5 separate regions of the Mus musculus genome follow, and regions 1, 2, 4 and 5 are each linked to region 3. Evidence: chromatin contacts called from public Hi-C and HiChIP or PLAC-seq data. All regions are on one chromosome and are shown on one strand. Each heading gives the region's core, a stretch centred on a gene start, on an enhancer-like site or on the middle of the called end of the contact. The rest is flanking DNA. Distances are from core to core; before and after follow the strand shown.

Evidence for each region. A called contact is a pair of places that touch in the nucleus more often than the background predicts. HiChIP or PLAC-seq counts read pairs in DNA pulled down with a chosen protein or histone mark.
Region 1: a contact with region 3 is called in an H3K4me3 HiChIP or PLAC-seq map of embryonic limb bud, with 6 times the contacts expected there. The contact joins the enhancer-like site here to the promoter of Bdnf in region 3. A contact is called at or near these places in 1 of 39 promoter capture datasets (the 3T3-L1 cell line), 2 of 15 datasets of contacts at CTCF or cohesin (the NIH/3T3 cell line and pro-B cells), 7 of 484 Hi-C or Micro-C datasets (the 3T3-L1 cell line, embryonic fibroblasts, liver and 3 more), 8 of 115 datasets of contacts at active chromatin or transcription factors (the NIH/3T3 cell line, embryonic fibroblasts, embryonic hindbrain and 4 more) and 2 of 9 other capture datasets (adipose tissue and embryonic stem cells).
Region 2: an H3K4me3 HiChIP or PLAC-seq map of neural tube shows a contact between it and region 3, with 5 times the contacts expected there. The contact joins the enhancer-like site here to the promoter of Bdnf in region 3. A contact is called at or near these places in 1 of 484 Hi-C or Micro-C datasets (3T3-L1-derived adipocytes) and 8 of 115 datasets of contacts at active chromatin or transcription factors (the NIH/3T3 cell line, craniofacial prominence, embryonic forebrain and 4 more).
Region 4: a Hi-C map of liver shows a contact between it and region 3, with 1.8 times the contacts expected there. The contact joins the enhancer-like site here to the promoter of Bdnf in region 3. A contact is called at or near these places in 3 of 484 Hi-C or Micro-C datasets (the AML12 cell line and liver) and 10 of 115 datasets of contacts at active chromatin or transcription factors (the NIH/3T3 cell line, craniofacial prominence, embryonic forebrain and 7 more).
Region 5: an H3K4me3 HiChIP or PLAC-seq map of stem cell-derived neural progenitor cells shows a contact between it and region 3, with 7 times the contacts expected there. The contact joins the enhancer-like site here to the promoter of Bdnf in region 3. A contact is called at or near these places in 1 of 15 datasets of contacts at CTCF or cohesin (the NIH/3T3 cell line), 2 of 484 Hi-C or Micro-C datasets (the 3T3-L1 cell line and the C2C12 cell line), 11 of 115 datasets of contacts at active chromatin or transcription factors (the NIH/3T3 cell line, bone marrow-derived dendritic cells, craniofacial prominence and 7 more) and 1 of 9 other capture datasets (embryonic stem cells).

Annotation. Positions count from the first base shown.
Region 1 is chr2:109,015,201-109,019,072 of GRCm38.p6, forward strand. No RefSeq gene overlaps it. Among named protein-coding and RNA genes, the nearest start is that of Gm13923, 5.4 kb to the right of the region's middle. Within about 2 kb of position 1,286, at least 14 of the 459 cell types and tissues checked have an H3K27ac peak or open chromatin away from gene starts, as enhancers often do. A contact at or near this core is called in the NIH/3T3 cell line and embryonic limb bud, where this site is marked.
Region 2 is chr2:108,783,443-108,787,489 of GRCm38.p6, forward strand. No RefSeq gene overlaps it. Among named protein-coding and RNA genes, the nearest start is that of Gm39905, 96 kb to the right of the region's middle. Within about 2 kb of position 1,964, at least 32 of the 459 cell types and tissues checked have an H3K27ac peak or open chromatin away from gene starts, as enhancers often do. A contact at or near this core is called in the NIH/3T3 cell line and neural tube, where this site is marked.
Region 3 is chr2:109,691,847-109,695,752 of GRCm38.p6, forward strand. Bdnf (brain derived neurotrophic factor) reads left to right here and starts at 1,717. Exons shown (of 2, transcript NM_001048142.1): 1 at 1,717-2,063.
Region 4 is chr2:108,754,060-108,757,895 of GRCm38.p6, forward strand. No RefSeq gene overlaps it. Among named protein-coding and RNA genes, the nearest start is that of Gm39905, 130 kb to the right of the region's middle. Within about 2 kb of position 2,297, at least 4 of the 459 cell types and tissues checked have an H3K27ac peak or open chromatin away from gene starts, as enhancers often do. A contact at or near this core is called in liver, where this site is marked.
Region 5 is chr2:108,917,648-108,921,345 of GRCm38.p6, forward strand. No RefSeq gene overlaps it. Among named protein-coding and RNA genes, the nearest start is that of Gm39905, 38 kb to the left of the region's middle. Within about 2 kb of position 2,039, at least 9 of the 459 cell types and tissues checked have an H3K27ac peak or open chromatin away from gene starts, as enhancers often do.

The DNA of each region.
Region 1 (3,872 bases), core at 36-2,535, 680 kb before region 3:
TGAAAGGCCATTGCACTCATATTGACCGACCGACCAGATCAGGTAAATTCTTATCAAAGTAGCTATTGGTATTTTTACTTAATTGTGCCAAATTTTATCAAACCATCACATCATGCAGTAATACAGGAGAGTAACAAAATAGCAGTAACCATTTTTTCTTCACCAAATCAGTGTTTTTATTTTGATCCTTACCCAATATCCAAAACATGTATTCTGCTTACCTAATTATGTGATTATTCCTACCATAGTTCGTTGGATGGCGTAACAGTATTCTCCATTGGGAAGGCAGCATGTCACGGGGAGATTTTCGAAGTGGAGAGATGGAGTCCTTACTGCACCTACATTTATAGACTCTGATCTTTATTGGGGTCCTACTCCATTCTAAAAGGGACTAGGAAACAGTCAAGAACCTATGAGCAATAACCTTTGGAGACTCAGCTTACTTACTGCTCACCAAACTTCTTGTCTAATTCTGCCATAGACTGTCACTGTACATGAGTATTCTCTTTTGTTTACTTTTCAGTCTTGTGAGAACTATCAATGTTCTAAGTCACCTCTTTCAGTCTTTCGGTCTTTGAATTGATCCTTTAAAGGCTGGAGAGTTGGTTCAGTGATTGAGAATGTGCACTCTGTTCTTTCAGCGAACTTGAGTTTGAGTCTCAGCACCCACATCAGGCAGCACACAATTGCTTGTAACTCCTTCTCTATCGGTGAGGTCCAAAACTTCTGTCCTGCACAGGCACCTTCACTCACATGCCCATGCCCACACAGAGGTACACACGCATACACCCAATTAAACTGATAAGACAGCATTGTCTTCTCTAAGACACAGTAGTTCCTGAAAAGTCAGGATGAGCTAAAGAGGGTTTGTAATAAAGGTAAGATGACATTGAGAAGAAAGTGCCACCTTGAGTGGTTCATTGATAGGTCAAGCAGCAGGAAGTGGAACAACACATACTCCATAAAGGCTAGCAAGGCTTTAATAATGAGTAAGGGGAGAGGTGGAACATTGTGCCAACATAAAGTGCCACAAAACACTTTAATTGTTAAGCAAGTAGATCACTGTGGTTTCATGTATATGCTTTCATTAGGAACCAACTGTGATTCTGGGTGTGTGATTTCTCCCTCAGGGTGTCCAGGCAGCACTGCACACCAGGCTGGAAGAATGAAGCTGCTGGGAGATGAAGGAAAACAGCTGGTGTTTATTCATGGTAGACAAGGGCTATACATGACCCTACAGAATAGGAAGGAGTTTTCAGAGTGAATGAAATTATTGGCTGGAGCTTAAAGTACTGTGAATGGCTCATTTGTGTGGATAGACATTCCAAATATCCCTGGTACTTGCTGACCAGGCTCTTATTGGGAAAGAGGAAGTTCAACTTGTAGGTTTGCCAACGACTATGTGACATTTCTCAGGGAGAAGTTTGGGGGTCAGGATCCCCATATCAGGCAGAGAAGAGGAAGCCTGACCAAGAAAACAGAGTCCTCTGTTTTGAACCTAGCTCAGAGGAGCTATCTGAACGTGGTAGATTACAATCTTAGCAGTGAGGTGAAACAGGTCACAGACACCCATTTTCCAGATAAAAGTAGTATCAACAGGTGGTCTCCATCAGAAGAGTATCATGATCCCAGGGGAACTAGACCATAGATCCATGAAACATTGATCAGGGTGTAGGAAGGATAATAGTGAGGAGTCCTTAACAAGGGGATAAATAGTCCCTAAAGGTTGATGCTTCCTGGGGGAAGAGACTTAGGATTGAAGCCCTTCAAAAATCAGCCTAGGGAAAAGGAAAAGTTTAATTTACTCAAAGCCATAGAAGCAAAATGTATACATATGACATTTCTCTGGCTTTTGTGACAAAAGTGTAAAGAATGTATGGAAGCTAGGAAGGAGATACAGGACATGTCACTGGAGAAATGGGAAGGCATCTGTTTATGATTATTTAGAGCCCACAAGGACACACACAGGAAAGGACTTAAAAACATGAGTAATATGACCATGTGTGCAGACTCGAAGGATTATTCTGGCTTCTACATAGAAAGAAAGGGGGAGGGGGTAGAAGGATGGGCAAAGAGATGGTGATATACAGAGACAGACTGTGCAAATGAAGCAAACTGTTGGCTTTCCTGCTACATAAAATAGACTCAAGTAGAGTTAATTTTCTGGCAGCTCCTCTGTCCTCCATCTTCTGCTAAGGTCTGTACTCCAGAAGGTGGCCCCAGAGGGCAAGTCTGCCAATAAAGATGATCACATGGGAATGATGACTGGTTTTCATTTTACAGTGGTTTCCTTTCATGCTCTGCATGGCCTCTCATGCCCCCATCCCAGGCAAGCTTATGAGACTACATAGGCCTGCACTGCCTCTATAGTAACTATAAACACATGTTTTCTGCTCTCTCCAATTGGGGCAGAAGTGCCATAAGTTGCAGCTCACCAGAGAAGAGAAGGGGCATGAAGCTGTTTGAGATGCCTTAGGTAATTACAGCCACACAAAATGTCTCAGCCTCATGTAATAAATCATATCTTCCACATCTGTCAGGGCAAGAATGAAAAGGAAGCATGTCTTCTCATCCATGTGTGGCCAAACACTTCTCTTCTGGCCCTGTGCAAGCACAACTGAAGCTGGCAGGGGTCACTTCCCTCACAGCACATATATGCAAATAAACAAGAGGCTCAGGGAAGATAAAGTTCTATAGCTGACAATAGACAGCTTTGAAGAGCTTACATTAGAACGTTCCAGAAAGGACTATGTCTATAAATCTCTCCTTAAATGGTCTTTGTCTATGTCTCACCCATCCTTGTCATCTTTATACACCCTTTTTACCCTTTACTCTTATGATACACTCCATAAATATAACTATATGGGAGAAGAATACTACCATAAGAGTGATCTGTCTAAGGCACCAATAAGCCAAGCATGTGGCCGTGATTTAGGATCTTTTCACAAAAGCAAAAAAACCTGGGAAAAGAAAGGACAAATGTTAAGAAAGGCAACATTCTCTATATGAACAAGTTAAGACTTTTTATTAAAGTAACTGTGCATGTGTGATTTAAGTACCTGTTTACATGTGTGTAGGCACATGTCCTTGTGCATATTAGTATATAAAGACCAGAGGCAAAAATGTGATAGGGATCTTGCTCAATCATACTTCACATTAATGAAATTAATTATATCTATAATTATTCATTTTGTAGATGGGTATGTGTTACATTCCTGTACTAAACATGTGTGTCATAGAGTGGTGTTGAGATCAGAAGACAATTTGTGAGAGTTCATTCTGTCCTTCCAACGTACGAATCTTAGGATTGAAATCAGCTTGGAGGCAAGTGCCCTTACACATTAAGCCATCATGACAACCCTCTGTCTTACCTTTTGAGACAGTGTCTCCCATGGAACCTGGAGTCCACTGATTTGGATGCACTGACCAGCTGATGCACTCCACTGATTGGCCTGGGTCTTCCTCCCCCTCCAGCACTGAGGTTGCTGATCCAATCGATGTCCCTCATTGATGTGGGCGCAATCTCTGGTCCTTTTGCTTGTGCAGCAGACATTTCACTGATTGAGCCCCTTAACCCCAGCTTTAAACTATCTTAGTTTGAAGACTAGTTGAACACACCTTACACTCTATTGTGTAAATTGATGTAACACTAGCAAAGATAACAAAACAGGTTTCCAGAAATAAACATGGAAGCTTTCCGAATAGTGCAGAGTTCCAGAGATGGGCTGTTAGGGAAAGGCTTTTCATTGGCCTCATCTAGCTGTGACACTGTGACGCAAATCATGTCATCTCTATTCTAAACAGAACCAATGATATTCAGGAAAACTAGAAGCTCTGTGGTTTTGAGAAATCAAGAAACATGGAGATAAGGA
Region 2 (4,047 bases), core at 714-3,213, 910 kb before region 3:
AGACACAAATGTTTACATACACACATATGAACATTCATATACACATACACATAAATGCACACACCTATGAGCAAGAGAGAAAGAACACCATGATCAAAAGCAAGTTGGGGAGGAAAGGATTTATTTCAATTTACAGTTTACTACCTATCATAATGGGGAGCCAAAGTCCAACAAAATACAAGACAGAGCCTGGAGCCAGGAAATGAATCAGAGCCCATGAAGCAATACTGCTTGCTGGTTTGCTCCTTGTGTCTTGTTCCTTGTGTCTTGCTCAGCCTACCTTCTTATACAAACTGTCATATACACTCTAAACCTGAATCTGACTTTGTCTTACCCTAACCCTAAGAATAGCCCACCCTGCCCAGGGGTTGAACTGCTAAAATTGTTTGGGCTCTCCCACATCAATTATTAATCAAGAAAATTCCACACAGAGTTGCCTGTGAGACACTGTGATCAAAATATGTACTCAGTTGAGGAGGTTCCGCTTCACAGAAAGACTTCACCTTATATCAGGTGTCAAGTTCATCAGAGAGAGAGAGAGAGAGAGAGAGAGAGAGAGAGAGAGAGAGAGAGAGATTGCCATTGTATATTGCTTAAGTATCCAGTATCCCAAGGCCTATCATATCTTCTATTAGTCTCATGTAGACATGACTGACAGTATCTGATTTATAGTTTTCCCAGTAAAGTAATTAAGAAGCATCTCCACGAAGTGGCTTATGAACCATTTTATATCAGGGAGGCTGTGAGGTTCACTGTTTACTAGTTAGAGGCTGGGCCTACATTCCGAGTCACTTTGTTTTGACTTTCTATTAAGTGAACTTCGGGCCTCAGTGACTGAGCTTCTAGGGATGTTCCAGTATTAGGTATAGAAAAATATCAATAACTGAATAGGAGCAGTGAGGAATTCCTAGACACACTTTAAATATTCTGTTCATATACAAAGTTGACAGCAATGGAACAATCAAAGAACAAGTGTGTAAGTACACAAAGTTTCACTGAGTGTCAAACAGACCAGAAATTAGCTAAGGAAAAAAACCTTCAAGAAAGAGTTACATCGGAGTTACATACATATACACTACCTATGTCAGAAACATTTCAGAGTTTATAGGCCACTCATAGCTATCTTTTGATTAATTATTATCACCCTCACCTGAATAAGAAAATGAATAGGAAAATGAAACAGTTTATCATGGTTAGGACAGCAATAGAATTGCAAGTGTTTGATTGCAGACTTACTTTGCCTGCTTGTTTAATGATATGATAAACTAGGAAGAGAAAGCAGAAGCCACTGTAAATGAGTGTAAAACACGAGACCAAACAAATAGAAACTAATCGGAGCTGACCGAGTGCAGAGGGATGGATGCACAGCAATATTTAGTCTCTCATGGGGAGACTGGTGGGAAGGAGCCTGGCCTAGCTATCAATCACTTCATGGCTTACCAGAGAGACACAATAACATGGAAGATAGAGTTCTACAGTCTACCAACAGTACAGGAAAAGAGCCTTTGTTTCCTCATCTATAAAATGGGATACTGCTTCCAAAATATGCTACAAGTTTCCAATGGCATGTGTCATATATTTTTAAACTGATCATTTATCATACATTTTGTTATTTTGTTTTGTTTTGTTTTACTTGTCATGACAGGAACCCAGTGCTGTCAGAGGTGTGCAAAATAGTAGGTGGTTGTTGGTCAGAAAACACGTGGTCCATGCCATCAGTTAAAACAACCACCTGCAAAAGCAGCCCTGTACATTATTCACTGAGCTCTGACAGATGCTTCAGTGGTTTTATTTTGGCCAGCTCAAACCAGCCAGAACGGTTTGTGCAGCTCTAGAAAGCAAGCTGTGTTTGGCCTGTGCATTTTGGCATCCTGGACCACGGGATCTTGGTGGGGAGAGAGGAAAGGAGGAGGGAGGATGGAAAAGTACCCGGCAGTACCTCTTAAATCCAACTTCCTGCTGACTCTTGCTGACTCTGAGTCACCAACAGCATGCCTTCCCTCCCCTGCGGCCCATCCGCCCATTAGGCCAGCAGCTCGCCTATGCTAACTTCCCTCACTTGCTCCCACACGTGTGCTCAAGGTGGAGGCAACCCTAATGAGGAATCTCAAGGAAGCTGCTGCAGCAGCCATTTCTTCCTCAGCTGTCAGAAGGAGGCTTGCAGCCATCTCACCTGCAGGGCACACTTGGCCTCATCCCCACACAGCTTAGCCTTTAGATGAAGGTTTCCCTAACCTCTGTGCCGCAAAGCCTTCCCGTAGATTGAGACTCTCTCTCGTTGAGCCCTAGGCTAGGCTCTTAGAACACAGAGGCGACAGATTGGATTGCTCGTTGACGTGGAGAGCCTAGAAACTGCTTTTGGGATTTGTCCCAGGCACCTGCGCTGTGGGAAATCTGAATACGCGCGATATGACCGCCAAGAGGAAAAGGATGACTGAGGATTTCTAATAGTCACTGTTCAACCTGTTCTACCTGACGCATTGAATCTAGTTTCCAAAGCAACCCATACTTCAGGCTCAGTGTACAGAAAGAACCTAACCAATCAATCACAAAACTTGGTAGCAGCACGGAATCCTGGAGTCTGAATCAGATCAGGTGGGGCTCATGGTCTCTGTTGGATGGAGCACCTTAGGTGATTCCACTGACTAGGCTGTTTGAGAACATAGCACGAGTCTGTGATTTTTCAGTGCTCTGGGGGGACAGTCTAAGGCTCAACTGAGGTTTCTTAAGTGATTACTTCAGGAAAGGAAGGAAGGCATTTTTGCCAAGGGGACTGCAGAATCTCAGGTACCAGACCATTGTATTGTAGGTTAAAACCATGTCTCCCCAAAAGATATCCTGAGTTCTAATTTCTTGACCCATTACTATTACCTAATTTAGATATTAAATCTTATCTGTTAACGTCGGGATTAGAGAATGTCTTAAATTCCATGTGAATGGTTTCCCAATGAGGGAAATTGAAACTTAGATGTTTGAGTATTGAAAGGCACAAGAAGACTAAGGAAAAGTGCAGACAGAGCTTAAAGTCTTGTTTCCATAAACCAAGCTACACCAAGAATTTTGAAGACACTAAAATCTGGAAGAAACAGAAAGTATGGCCTTTCCTCTTAAATTCATGCCTCCCCCCGCCCCGTCTCTCTCTCTCTCTCTCTCTCTCTCTCTCTCTCTCTCTCTCTCTCTCTCTCTCTCTCTCTCTCTCTCGCACACACACACACACACACACACACACACACCACACACACAAAGACATACACACACCTGTGTGTAGATTGCTTAGTGCCTTTGCTGTTATTCATATATACATACATACAGGGCTGACTGCCACTTGATATTGAATACCCTATGCAGGAGTTTCGAAAAAATTCCTCTCTCAGCACATGGACCATCATTACCCACTGACCATCTAAGTGTAGGACTTTATGAAATGTTTCCTATCCTCATTAGCATGTTAACTAGTAGTGTTCTTTTATGAATCTTGTTCAGGCAACCATACTGCTAGGAGTTTATGGGCATTTCCCCTGATATGTCTTGGTGACACTACCTAATGGGAAGCATCCAAGTCCTCTGGCTCATACAGTATTTCTGTCCCCTTTTTCTAGATGTTCCCTAAGTCTTAGGTTTAAGGGTGATATAGCATATGAAGCAAATGGAGTTGAGAATGCCCAGGGATACTTATTCTCTGCATTTTGATGAATTATGGATCTCAGTACAATCTCCATCTGTTGCAAAAGGAAGCTTGTCTGACAAGAGGTGATATAAGCTACACTATCTGTTTTTACAACTATTAAGAAGACACTTAAAATTATATTAGTTTAAGAAAATGACTGTGGTAGCTTGTCCTCTAGGGTCTATGACCTTCCCAGCCTTGGGCAGTTGGTTCATTTTACAGTTCCAAGAATGACTTTTTCCCACTGAGTGGGCCTTCTACCTAATTAGATAGCTTTTGGCTACTCCAAGAGGAAAAAGTGCTACTACTGTAGTTTTGGAGATATATAGCCAGCCTTGGAGTTACTGTGTTTCACACACTTTACAGCTGGGTAGGAATAC
Region 3 (3,906 bases), core at 467-2,966:
GCCCTCTTGTTCTTTTATATTTTTTTCTAAAAAAAAATAAAATAAAATGAATAATAAAGGTCTGTCTGCCCTAGCCTTTACTTATTGGCTGGATTAGAGGGGCAACGTTTAACAAAGCAGCAATCCAGGTAGACACTTGGCAGAGTTTATCATACAGCTAAATGAAAGTAGCCCTCCAGAACCTAGTCATGTAACTGATCTCTCATAGGTTAAAAAAAAAATCAAACAACCAAACAAAAACGGTCCAAAGACCACTCTCTGCTCTAGAGGAAGGGGGCTTAGTGAGCTACCCACCCCTCACCCTAAATCCTGGTTAAGTATATATACATATATATATTGATGTGTTGTTGCTGCCTAGATAATGACAGGCTTGGCTTCTGTGTGCGTGAATTTGCTAGGACTGGAAGTGAAAACATCTACAAAGCATGCAATGCCCTGGAACGGAATTCTTCTAATAAAAGATGTATCATTTTAAATGCGCGGAATTCTGATTCTGGTAATTCGTGCACTAGAGTGTCTATTTCGAGGCAGAGGAGGTATCATATGACAGCTCACGTCAAGGCAGCGTGGAGCCCTCTCGTGGACTCCCACCCACTTTCCCATTCACCGAGGAGAGGACTGCTCTCGCTGCCGCTCCCCCCACCCACCCCCGGCGAGCTAGCATGAAATCTCCCAGCCTCTGCCTAGATCAAATGGAGCTTCTCGCTGAAGGCGTGCGAGTATTACCTCCGCCATGCAATTTCCACTATCAATAATTTAACTTCTTTGCTGCAGAACAGGAGTACATATCGGCCACCAAAGACTCGCCCCCTCCCCCTTTTAACTGAAGAGAAGGGGAAATATATAGTAAGAGTCTAGAACCTTGGGGACCGGTCTTCCCCAGAGCAGCTGCCTTGATGTTTACTTTGACAAGTAGTGACTGAAAAAGGTGGGTTTCTTTTCTTTCTCTTTCCTCACCCCCCCCCCCGCCCCCGTTTGGTCTGCTGGGAAGCATATGGCTTTAGTGAGGTCTGTTATTGCCTAGGCTTCCCGGCTAGAAGCAGTAACTTGGTGTAATGCTATCCGGGGTTATTCATTAATAAAAAATACTGTTATTATCTTGATTGAATTCTATTAGGCACACTCCGGAGAGGTCAGGGCGCAAACTCTGGTTAAGCCGATGTGTTTAAGGTAGCGGAGTAAACCATAACCCCGCACACTCTGTGTAGTTTCATTGTGTGTTCGCTTTTTCTAGCTTTGTGGTGCGGGAAGGTGCGGGAAGGTGTGTCTGGGGCCGGGGCCTGGGGGTGGGGGTGGATGCACGCCCTCTCCCACAGAACTTGGGTGCTGGGATGGAAAAGATGGGGAGAGTTGCAAACCAGGGGAGAAAGATTTGAACGTGTGAGACTCACACTCGCTTCCTCCTACTCTAGAGCACATTGCGGGGAGTAGGGTGCCTAGGAACCGGGATTCGACCACCCCTCCTAGCAAAGGGCACCCTGCGGAGACCGCAGAGGGCAGGCACAGAGCTTTGGGTTTAAGCAGCGAGCTCCGGGGAAATGGAGAGAAGCCAGTGCAAGGCGATCAGGGATACCCCGAGGGCTTCCGAGGGCTTCCGAGGGCTTCCGAGGGCTGAGCCCCCGCAAGGAAAAGGCGCGTCGTCCCCTTTAAGCAGCCACCCCAATGGGTATCGGTGGCGCGGCGGAGCAGGGAGGGGATAGGGGCGGCGCTGTCTGACCAATCGAAGCTCAACCGAAGAGCTAAATAATGTCTGACCCCAGTGCCTGGCTCTGGCTGAGCTCTGGGTGCCCGTCGCTGCTGCCGTGCCGGGGCGCACCCGCTGGCTGGCTGTCGCACGGTTCCCAGTGCGCCCGGGACTCCCGGGCTTGGAGAAGGAAACCGCCTGGGGCGGCGCGCCACCTCCGCCTGGGAGGCTTTGATGAGACCCGGTTCCTTCAACTGCCACCACTGCCTTGGGGCAGACGAGAAAGCGCACGGGGCCCAGGGCAGGGCGCAGGGACCAGAAGCGTGACAACAATGTGACTCCACTGCCGGGGATCCGAGAGCTTTGTGTGGACCCTGAGGTAGGCGACTGCGGGGCGTGGGGCTAAGTGCGAGAGCCAGAGGCGCGTGCGCCCGGGAAAGTTGGCTAGGGGACTGAGAAGTTGTGGGACTGCAGAACTCCGGCTTCACCTTCGTCCCGGGACAGCGGAGGGGCGGGCTTGCTCCTGGGGAGCGTTCTCCCGGGATCCCACGACTCTGAGGGACAGTGCGACCCCAGGAATCCCTTCAGTGTGAGAGAAAAAGCCAAGGGAAGAGGACGACTTGCGCCATGGGAGCTAAGCCTGCGTCCCGGGGATCCCCGAAGTCCTCCCGCAGACGAGGAAGGGTGGTGAGAGAGATATAGAGCGACAGCTGTTGGGGGCTCAGACGGATGGCACCGGGACAGGGCTGGGATGAGAGCCCTTACCACCGGCTTAGGCACTCTCCACGCAAATTTGGACCGGGGTGGTGTGTAGTCCGAGAATGGGTCTTGGCGCCTTCTGTCCTCATCTCTTTTCCTGGGTATCACAACAGGCTGTTCACTGTCACCTGCTCTCTAGGGAGTACTACCAAAGCTTACTTACAGGTCCAAGGTCAACGTTTAACTAGGAAAACTTGGGACCCTTCTTATCGCTGGGGCCTGAAAGGGTCTGCGGAACTCCAGGACAGCCTGTATCCGACCCTCTGTCCATCCTGCGCACCTCCCTTTGGGCATCCTCCTGAGGAAGTGAAAGTTTTGACTTTCATCCGGGAGTAGGTTGGGTGTTTATGGAGGATGAAGAGGCTAGTTTTGATTTCCAGGGATGCTGAAACAGGAAGAGCAATGGATAAGCGACCTAAGCGTAGAAAGAAATAGCTGAAGATGGGGGCTTTGTGCTTGATGACAAGGAAGAAGGGGAAATTGCTGCCGGGGGTGGGGGGGGGGTGGTGTTGTTCCCCCCGGGGCTGCTGAGGGCGGTGAGCCACAGGCTGTGAGTTTGAGTTTGAACTGGTGTTTTAGTGAAAACAATTCGTGAGTTGGGGGTGGAGCCTGGGCTAGGAAACTGGGGATGGGGACTTGGGGATGGGGGGAGCCGGAGGGAGAGAGGGAGGATCCAAGGAGGAGGGAGGGGAGGGCCAGGAGAGCTGAGCTAGGAAGGTAGAGGGTGCCCTCTTCTGGCCACACTGGCAAGAGTAGCTGCTGGGGCTCGTCGAATGGGGGCGGGGAAGTGTTTTAGGGGCAGTTTTGCTGGTCGTTATGGGGGTTGCGAGTAGAAACTTGTTGAGTGGCGTTTTGAAACAGCTTCCTGAAGATGTGCGGCTCGGTTCGGAATTTTGGCTTGTTGCATTTCTTTCCTTGAGTTGCCGGGGTGCTTTGAGATACCATTGACTAAGTGCTAGGATTTTCTTGATCTTACTTGAGGGTCTTCCCGGCATCCTAAAATATCCGTCTTCTCAGCGTCAACAACAGCCTTTTAGCCCCTCTCACAAGAATACAGGATGTTCTTGTCTGGAAGTATGTTTCTGCCTGTTTATTAATCCTTCTAGAACTTATCCTTTTTTTAAAAAGAAAGCGATGTATAATTAGGAACAGTAATTGTTATCTAATTGTATATGAAAGGCTAAATGACTCCCCCTTCCCAACAATTGGATCAACTTACTGAAAAATATACCCCTCTTTTAATTCTTCTCCAAAAATCGATTCTTTTATACATTAGTTATAAGGTCAAAAGCCATTTTGATCCTTCGATTGATTTTTGTTTTGTCTTGTTGCATTATTTATTTATTTATTTTATTTACGGGTTTGATTCCTCTAAGCATCCGGGCCCCTGTAAGTTTGAGACACTATTTTCAGGTCGGAGGTATCTGAGGTTAGAACAAGAGCGGTTCAAGCTGTTACACACA
Region 4 (3,836 bases), core at 1,047-3,546, 940 kb before region 3:
TCTATAAGTACTCCATAAGTGGTGGCTGAATAAATGAGTATTCTTTGCCATAGAACATCCCTTTGTCCCCCTTTCAGTAATCTCTTATTCTCTAATAATGGTAAGAGTCACACGTTTAGTCCCTACCACTGATCATTCACTCATACATTTAAAAAGGACTTAATGTTTTTGGTATTGTTCTACTAGAACATTGCTGGTAGAGCATTATTGCCCAGTTGTCAGTGTAATGTGAGCTATAACTTATATTCTGCAATGGCAGCATCCAATTTCTAAAAATTATCAAGCAATTCTTTCCTGTGAAAGAAACTAATATAAAATACATTCATGTCATTCTACACACAGCACATCCCCAAAAGCCTGCTCTCAAGATAAACAAAGACAGATACAACCCAGACATGGAGGATTCAAGAAAGATGCTATCCAAGGGGCTGTCTGAGCTTGTGTCTATGGAGTGAATATAAACAGTTTACCCTTCCATCAGTATAGAAGATAAATCAAACTAAAACTTAACAATAATCTAATAAAAACTATTTACACTGAATTTCCCCTACATTTAACAATACTGTGAACCCTTATATAACTGCTTTAAGTGGGAAATGATAAGATATGTGATTAATTATATATCCCAAAAATCAAGCTGAAAAAGAGTATTTTAAACAATTTAATTTATATTCACATTTTTTTCTTGGTAAAAAACATTTTTATTAGATATTTTCTTTATTTACATTTCAAATGTTGTCTGTCCCCTTTCCTAGTTTCCCCTCTGAAAATCCCCTATCACCTCCCCCCTTCCCCTGTTCCCCAACCCACCCATTCCTGCTTCCTGGCCCTGGCATTCCTCTATACTGGGACATAGAAGCTTCATAGGACAAAGGCCCTTTCCTCCTATTGATGACCAACTAGGCCATCCTCTGCTACATAAGAAGCTAGAGCCATGAGTCCCACCATGTGTTTTCTTTGATTAGTGGTTTAGTCTCAGGGAGCTCTGGGGATACTGATTAGTTCATATTGCTGTTCCTTCTCTGGGGCTGCAAACCCCTTCAGCTCCTTGGGTTCTTTCTCTAGCTCTTTCATTGGGGACCCTGTGCTTCATCCAATAGATGGCTATGAGTATCCACTTTTGTATTTGTCAGGCACTGGAAGAGCCTCTCTGGAAACAGCTTGATCAGGCTCCTGTCAGCTAGTTGTTGTTGGCATTAGCAATAGTTTCTGGTTTTGGTGGTTGTTTATGGGATGGATCACCAGATGGGGCAGTCTCTGGATGGTTATTCCTCCAGTCTCTGCTCCGAACTTTTTCTCTGTAACTCCTTCCATGGGTATTTTGTTTCCCCTTCTAAGAAGGATCAAAGTATCTAGACTTTGTTCTTCCTTCTTCTTGAGTTCCATGTGTGTTTTGCAAATTGTATCTTGGGTGTTCTGAGCTTCTGGGCTAATATCCACTTATCAGTCAATGCATATCACTGTTCTTTTGTGATTGTGTTACCTCACTAAAAATTTTACCATCACTCTATAATGCCAGTCTCTATGGTATTCATCACTCATTTTTATTCTTTACTTATTTTTTTTACTCTTACTAGTTATTTACATCTATTTTTCATTAGAATGTCAGATTCCTCCCCCAAAAATAAATCAAAATTCTTATCTCTTTCATACCACCCATGCATGACGTATGTGCTCAAAATTATGCACTGGAAGAGACAAAATGAATAATATGCACATTGGTAAGAGAAAATTCACAAGAATGCAGTGATCACTCCTGGCCAGGGACTAGGCAGATAGACAGGTGAGGAAGAAAGAGAGAAACAAGGAAATGTGGTTTGTTTGTTTGGTTTTTTTTTTTTGTAAGACTAAATAAACACATTGCAAAATAATTTCAGCCCAACCTCAGAAGTTCCCGTAATATTTACCAGTTTCAGTATAATTTAGAAGGTCAAAGTCTCTTTCTGAGACTCATGGTAATCTCTTAACTATGAGATCTTATTAAATGAAAACCCTAGTTATGCAATCCCAACAGGGTAAACATTCTCATTCCAAAAGGTAAGAATGAGGACCTCTCTTGTGACCAAATGAGGCTTTCAGTAGCAGTTGTGTGTTGTATTCAACTGAGTTTTTGGCCAAGAGGATCCCATGAAAGTCTCAAACAATGCAGACTGTGATTAAGACACTGTAAACTGACAGCAGGGCTCCATTGCTGCAGACAACACCCACATAACTCACTGAACATCTACATAGAGTCTTTACCACTATGCTCTAGTGTCTTTGGCATAGGAAGATCCTCTACAGGTTATGAAAGGAGAAATGTTAACACAAACTCAGTCACAAAACCTTTGATCTACAATCTGTCCTGCCTGCCAGTTATGCTAGGGAAATACTTGTGAATATAATCTAGGAATCTCTGATTTGACTTTTGACCCACTCCATGACATGGAAACTATCACCTGACATTGCATGGCAAAGAACCAGAGACTAGATAGCTCAGAGAAAACAAATACTACTGGTCTAAAGAAAAGTATCAATAAAATGATTCTTAATGATATTCCTCAATACTCACAGATCAATGTCTTAGTTAGTAATCATCTTCGTAGCATCCTCCAACAGATAATTGGAATAGATGCAGTGACCTGCAGCCAGACATTGTGTGGTAAGTGAGTCTAAATGGAATGTCTCCATCAAATCCTTCCCCTCAGAGCTCAGGGAAGCCCACTGCAGAGGAGACAGGAAAAGCTTAAGAGCAAGAGTGGATGGAGAACATCAGAAGAACAAGGCCCGTGAATCAACTAAGTAAAGCTCATATGAACTCACAGAGACTGAAGCAGCAAACACAGGGCCCACATGGGTCTGTACCAGGTCCTCTGTGTATATATTATAGCATTTATCTTTGTATTTTTAATGGAAGTACTGAATGTGTGAACTAGTGGGTCTCTGATTCTTGTACCTGCTCTTAGAGACAGAAAGGGAGTAGATCTGGAGTGGAGGAGAGGTAGGAGGTCCTTGGAAAAGTAGAGAGAAGGGAAACTCTAGTTGGGACACACAAACACACACACACACACACACACACACACACACACATCCTCTTTTCCATAAATGGAAAAAATGAGGATGTAGGAAGGAATATTCAGACCAAAGCAAGATTAAAACAGGGGAAATACCTAATTGTATAGTTGTTCCTGATATCTAAAGCTTAGGAGGGAGCCTTCTGAGTTCCAATGAGTTTAGCTAGTCCAACTAGTCCAGGTCTGCTACCTGCAAGCATATATCCTCTCTGTTGAACTGTGTACACTCCACATGCTACCTCCTTCTCCTGGTGTATGCTATGTAGGTTTTGCCTCCAAACCCTGGAGTTTCTGCTATAATTGAAGTGCTTCATTGCTTCGGACTCAGAGCTCCAGTCTCTTAGAGCCTATTTTCAGGGACAACAATCCTGCTGCTTATCATCTGGCCACAGCAGCTTTCTGAAAACATGGCTAAAAATTTGACGAATCCCCAAATTGTGCATCTTTAATATCTGCAAACGTAGAGTCATGTGGGCAATGCTGCCAAGTTATGCTGCCAGTTCAGGATTTAGCCTATTCCCTTTAGACCACAGTTACAGCAGCCTCTGAATACTGGCCCTAGGGAAACACTCTTACAGCCAGTTCTTTCTAGGAACAGTGAACATGTTTAGCATTGTGAGTGCAGAGACTCTCCTTTAAAATCCATTTGCATTGTACAAGTTTATGCTTTTGATAGGTGAGGTGTTGTCTTCAGAGCTCTCTCCCATTATCCCAGTGCAGCTCTCCTTCCCACCACATGCCATATATGTGTGTGTGTGTGTGTGTGTGTGTGTGTGTGTGTGT
Region 5 (3,698 bases), core at 789-3,288, 770 kb before region 3:
TTCTGGCATATCTGTAAAAGACTATCTTATCAACTAGCTTCTTGTTTTAAACAGCCAGGGTCAGGCTCACCTGCCTAGGGACTAGGGATGCTGCTTCCCAGCTCTCTAGGTCTTGGGTTCTTCCATACCAGCCTCTGGGTCCTCCCACATAAACCATCAGTCAAAGATGATCTCACACTGACATGGCCACCACTGCCCAAACTAACCTGGGAAATTCTCCCATTGAGTTTCTCTGTTCCTATATGGTCCTGCGCTGTAGCAAGCAGACACTAAACACTAACCAGCACGATTCCTTGCATTGCCTTTGTGAGAGTATTTTATCACAGCAACAAGAAAAGAAACTAAGACAGTGTTGACTCTGTATCTGGAGTGCCTGTAAGTCCTTCCTAGTCTTTGCCATTTCCTAAAGCCAGACATCATTGCTTGGTGTTTAACATACATTAAATTCTACACTTACGTGTGGCTCTCCTATTTTTACCATTTCCCTTGGACAATGCCAGTCAACTCCATGGATTCTGTACTTGCCCTCATAAAGAGAAAGACTAGAATTGGTTTCTGAAAATCACAAATGGAGACATGACACAGGCTTTCCAGGACGTGTCAATGTGTAGGTGAATCATGCATTGCTCACGACAATGGGAATAAGTCAGCATTCAAGGTTAAATTTTCTTTTTGTCTCCAGTTCCTTTTTCTAAAATTTATCAGTTTCTGACATTTACACACAGCAAGAACACAAAGTCACAGAAAACCTATGCCCTCACTACCCCCTACAGGGTCTATTTCAATGGCTTTCAGCTTTGAGGTACAGCAGGCAGACAGTGCCTTTGGATGTCTCAACAGCAGAGAGAGACACCTGCTACAATGTGTGCCTCTCAACTCTGCCAGCCTAATAACCCAGCCCAGACCCACCAGAGGGTAGGAAGGTAACAGAAGCTGCTTCATTGTGCGCCTATAAGACCAGAATGGAGAGGGAAGTTCTCATGAACAAAGCTTTGGCCAGCCCCAAAAATATTTTCATATAAGACTAGTGTCAGCTGCACATGGGATTGCTTCCCTTGATGCAGGAAAGAAAGCTAGTTGTGAATCAGTCACAGTTTGTGCTCAATATATTTCTTATATTTGTCATCCACTCAATCAACTTTTCCGACAGCCTATTTGTGCCAGACTCCTTGAGCCTTGTACCTTGTGGAGCAAAAGGGCAAGAATATTACTGGTTAGTCACAGTACAGGGTGCTAAGCCCTATGAGCACAGAAAAAAAGAAACTCTGGCAGATTGTAAGAAGAAGAAAGTTCTTGATTTTTTTTTAAAGAATTTTAAAAATTACCAAGAGAGAGAAAGAATGTATCTAGTTATATTTAAATTTCAAGACAATTACAAATAAGGGGTTGTTCCGTTTTGTTTTGTTTATGCATACATGTTTTGAGTCAAAATGAAAAATACTTATACTTTAAAACATATTGGATATGTATATGAAATTACAGCTGAACTGTCCTTCATTTCTGAGGTCTTCTCTGAGGCGGTCCTCAGACAAGGTCTGATTTGGGGAAAAAGTGATATACTCAAGGACTTAATTTTTTTTAAATATATTAATTTTTCATGGTTAGAGTTGCTTCACTTCTGTACACAGAAATAGATATCCAGGCTGTACTCCTCTATGCTCAAAACAAGTCCCTCTTTAAGAAAAAGGTCAACAGTGCAGATAACTTAGCCTTTCCATGTTCTCTGCCCAGACATGTATTTGATAGGACTAATATGAGATCTGTAGGATAGATGAATGACAGATGGCCTTAGGTATTATCAGGATTTTCTCTTTTCATTCACATGGCTAGCTAAATCTTACTCCTAAGAACCAAGTACAAAGTAGTTGTTCAATAAACATCAAATGCTTAAATCAACAACAGAAAAAAATAATGCAGAGAGAAAAAGTCGAGCTTTGCTTTGCCTTGCTAACATCTTCCTTTCTCCAGTCCTTACTTCCCTTGCTGATAAAAACCAGATGACCTGCTTCTCCTTTTAAGGCCAGTCTGAGTTGTTCTGCCTGTGTGTATATTCAGAGACTGTCCTATATATTAGAAAAAATCCATAAAGCCCTTCTATTTCTCTTTTAGGGAGGCTAAGATTTAATATGTAAAGATAATATTGAGCAATAACTCATTGGGAAATTACTTTTGCTAAATTTAGACAGTGTTTTTGTTTCGTAATTCTCCACAAATCCTTTCAAATTTCTAATCCTAGGACCAGTTTCAAAACCTCCAAGCTTCTCTATCTTGACATGATGCCACAAATAAGTCAAATCTTTTGATAAAAATAAAAACTACGTATTTAGGTTCATCTTGGACATGAATGTCACCTTTTGGCTTTGCTATTTTAAAATTTTAATTATATGTCTGCAAAAAATAAGGAATGATTATTTTTTCTACTTTAATTTTCTTCAACATTTTTAACCTGCAAGACCAACGGGCAAATTATGCCTGGGCTTTTTCTTCTAAGAATGAGATCAATCAAATTAATGATACTAGACCCCCAACTGCACATGAAGAATCTACTGAGGAATCGTTGTCATGACCCAGTCCTGGGTCTTGGCCTAAAGAAATTAAATCAAAATCCTAAGGGATGTAATGACTTCTAAGTGAATCTAATTGGCGGATTGCCAGAACTGAGATATACTGAATTCAGTCCCCAGACTTGTTTCCATGGCATCGGATCTTTATACTGTCCTTGCAAGATATGTGAAGCCAACAATAGGTCACCCAGTCTTGGAGTGTTATGAAGAAAATGGATTTAGGGAGAGACATTAACGTGGAGAAGACTAAGGGTCTGAGGCTGCAGCAAGCACTTCGTTTCCATAATAGTTGAGAATGTGTGAGGGTTTGCTGACTTGCTTCTTGGTGTTTAAGTAGAGTGGATGTCTAAAACCACCCTACTGAGCAGGACCATGTGAGAAAGCATGTGGACCAGACTCTGCAGGCTCATTTAAAACAGGGTTCTCAGCCATGACATTGCAGCTGCTGCAGAGATTAACTATGGCTCCAAAAAAAAAAAAAAAAAAAAAAATCAGCCTTTCTTCTAAGCCCTGCTTTTCTCCTTTCAGTCTTTATCTTCTTCAGCTCCTTCAATGCTGATGTTTCTGAGGGAGATCACAGAAGTAATAGGAGATGAGAAAAAAGATGCTGTCTGGCAAGGTAAAGCCAGGGCACAGCTTCTTGTCTTTTCTTTGTTTATGTTGTTGAATTGAACATTTGATGTTTATTGAACAGCTATTATATATTTGATCCTAAGGAGCCTCTTACTGAATCTGAGTGGCAGGGTAGGACTTAGGTACATGAAGGAGAGGAAAAATACAACTTCTCATTAGGACCCCACTTATTCACATACCTGACAGATCTTATATTGGTCTTACCAGGGGCATGAACTGGGCAGAACTATGGAGGCATTAATCTCAAAGGTCACTTTTCTCTCTTCTTATGACACATACACTTATGTTACCATGTAACTAACAGGTAGACTTGGGGCTTCTCTTCATTTTCTTATCTTTATCTAATTCTCATGGCAATAATTAGTGGATTTCCCACTGAACAACCAGATGTTCAGAAAGGAACATTAGCATGTCAAAGATCACACACCAGGTAACTAGCAGATTTAGTGTGTACCTTGGTAGCTCTGTCACCTGTGACCAACATTCCTACTTTTGGTCATT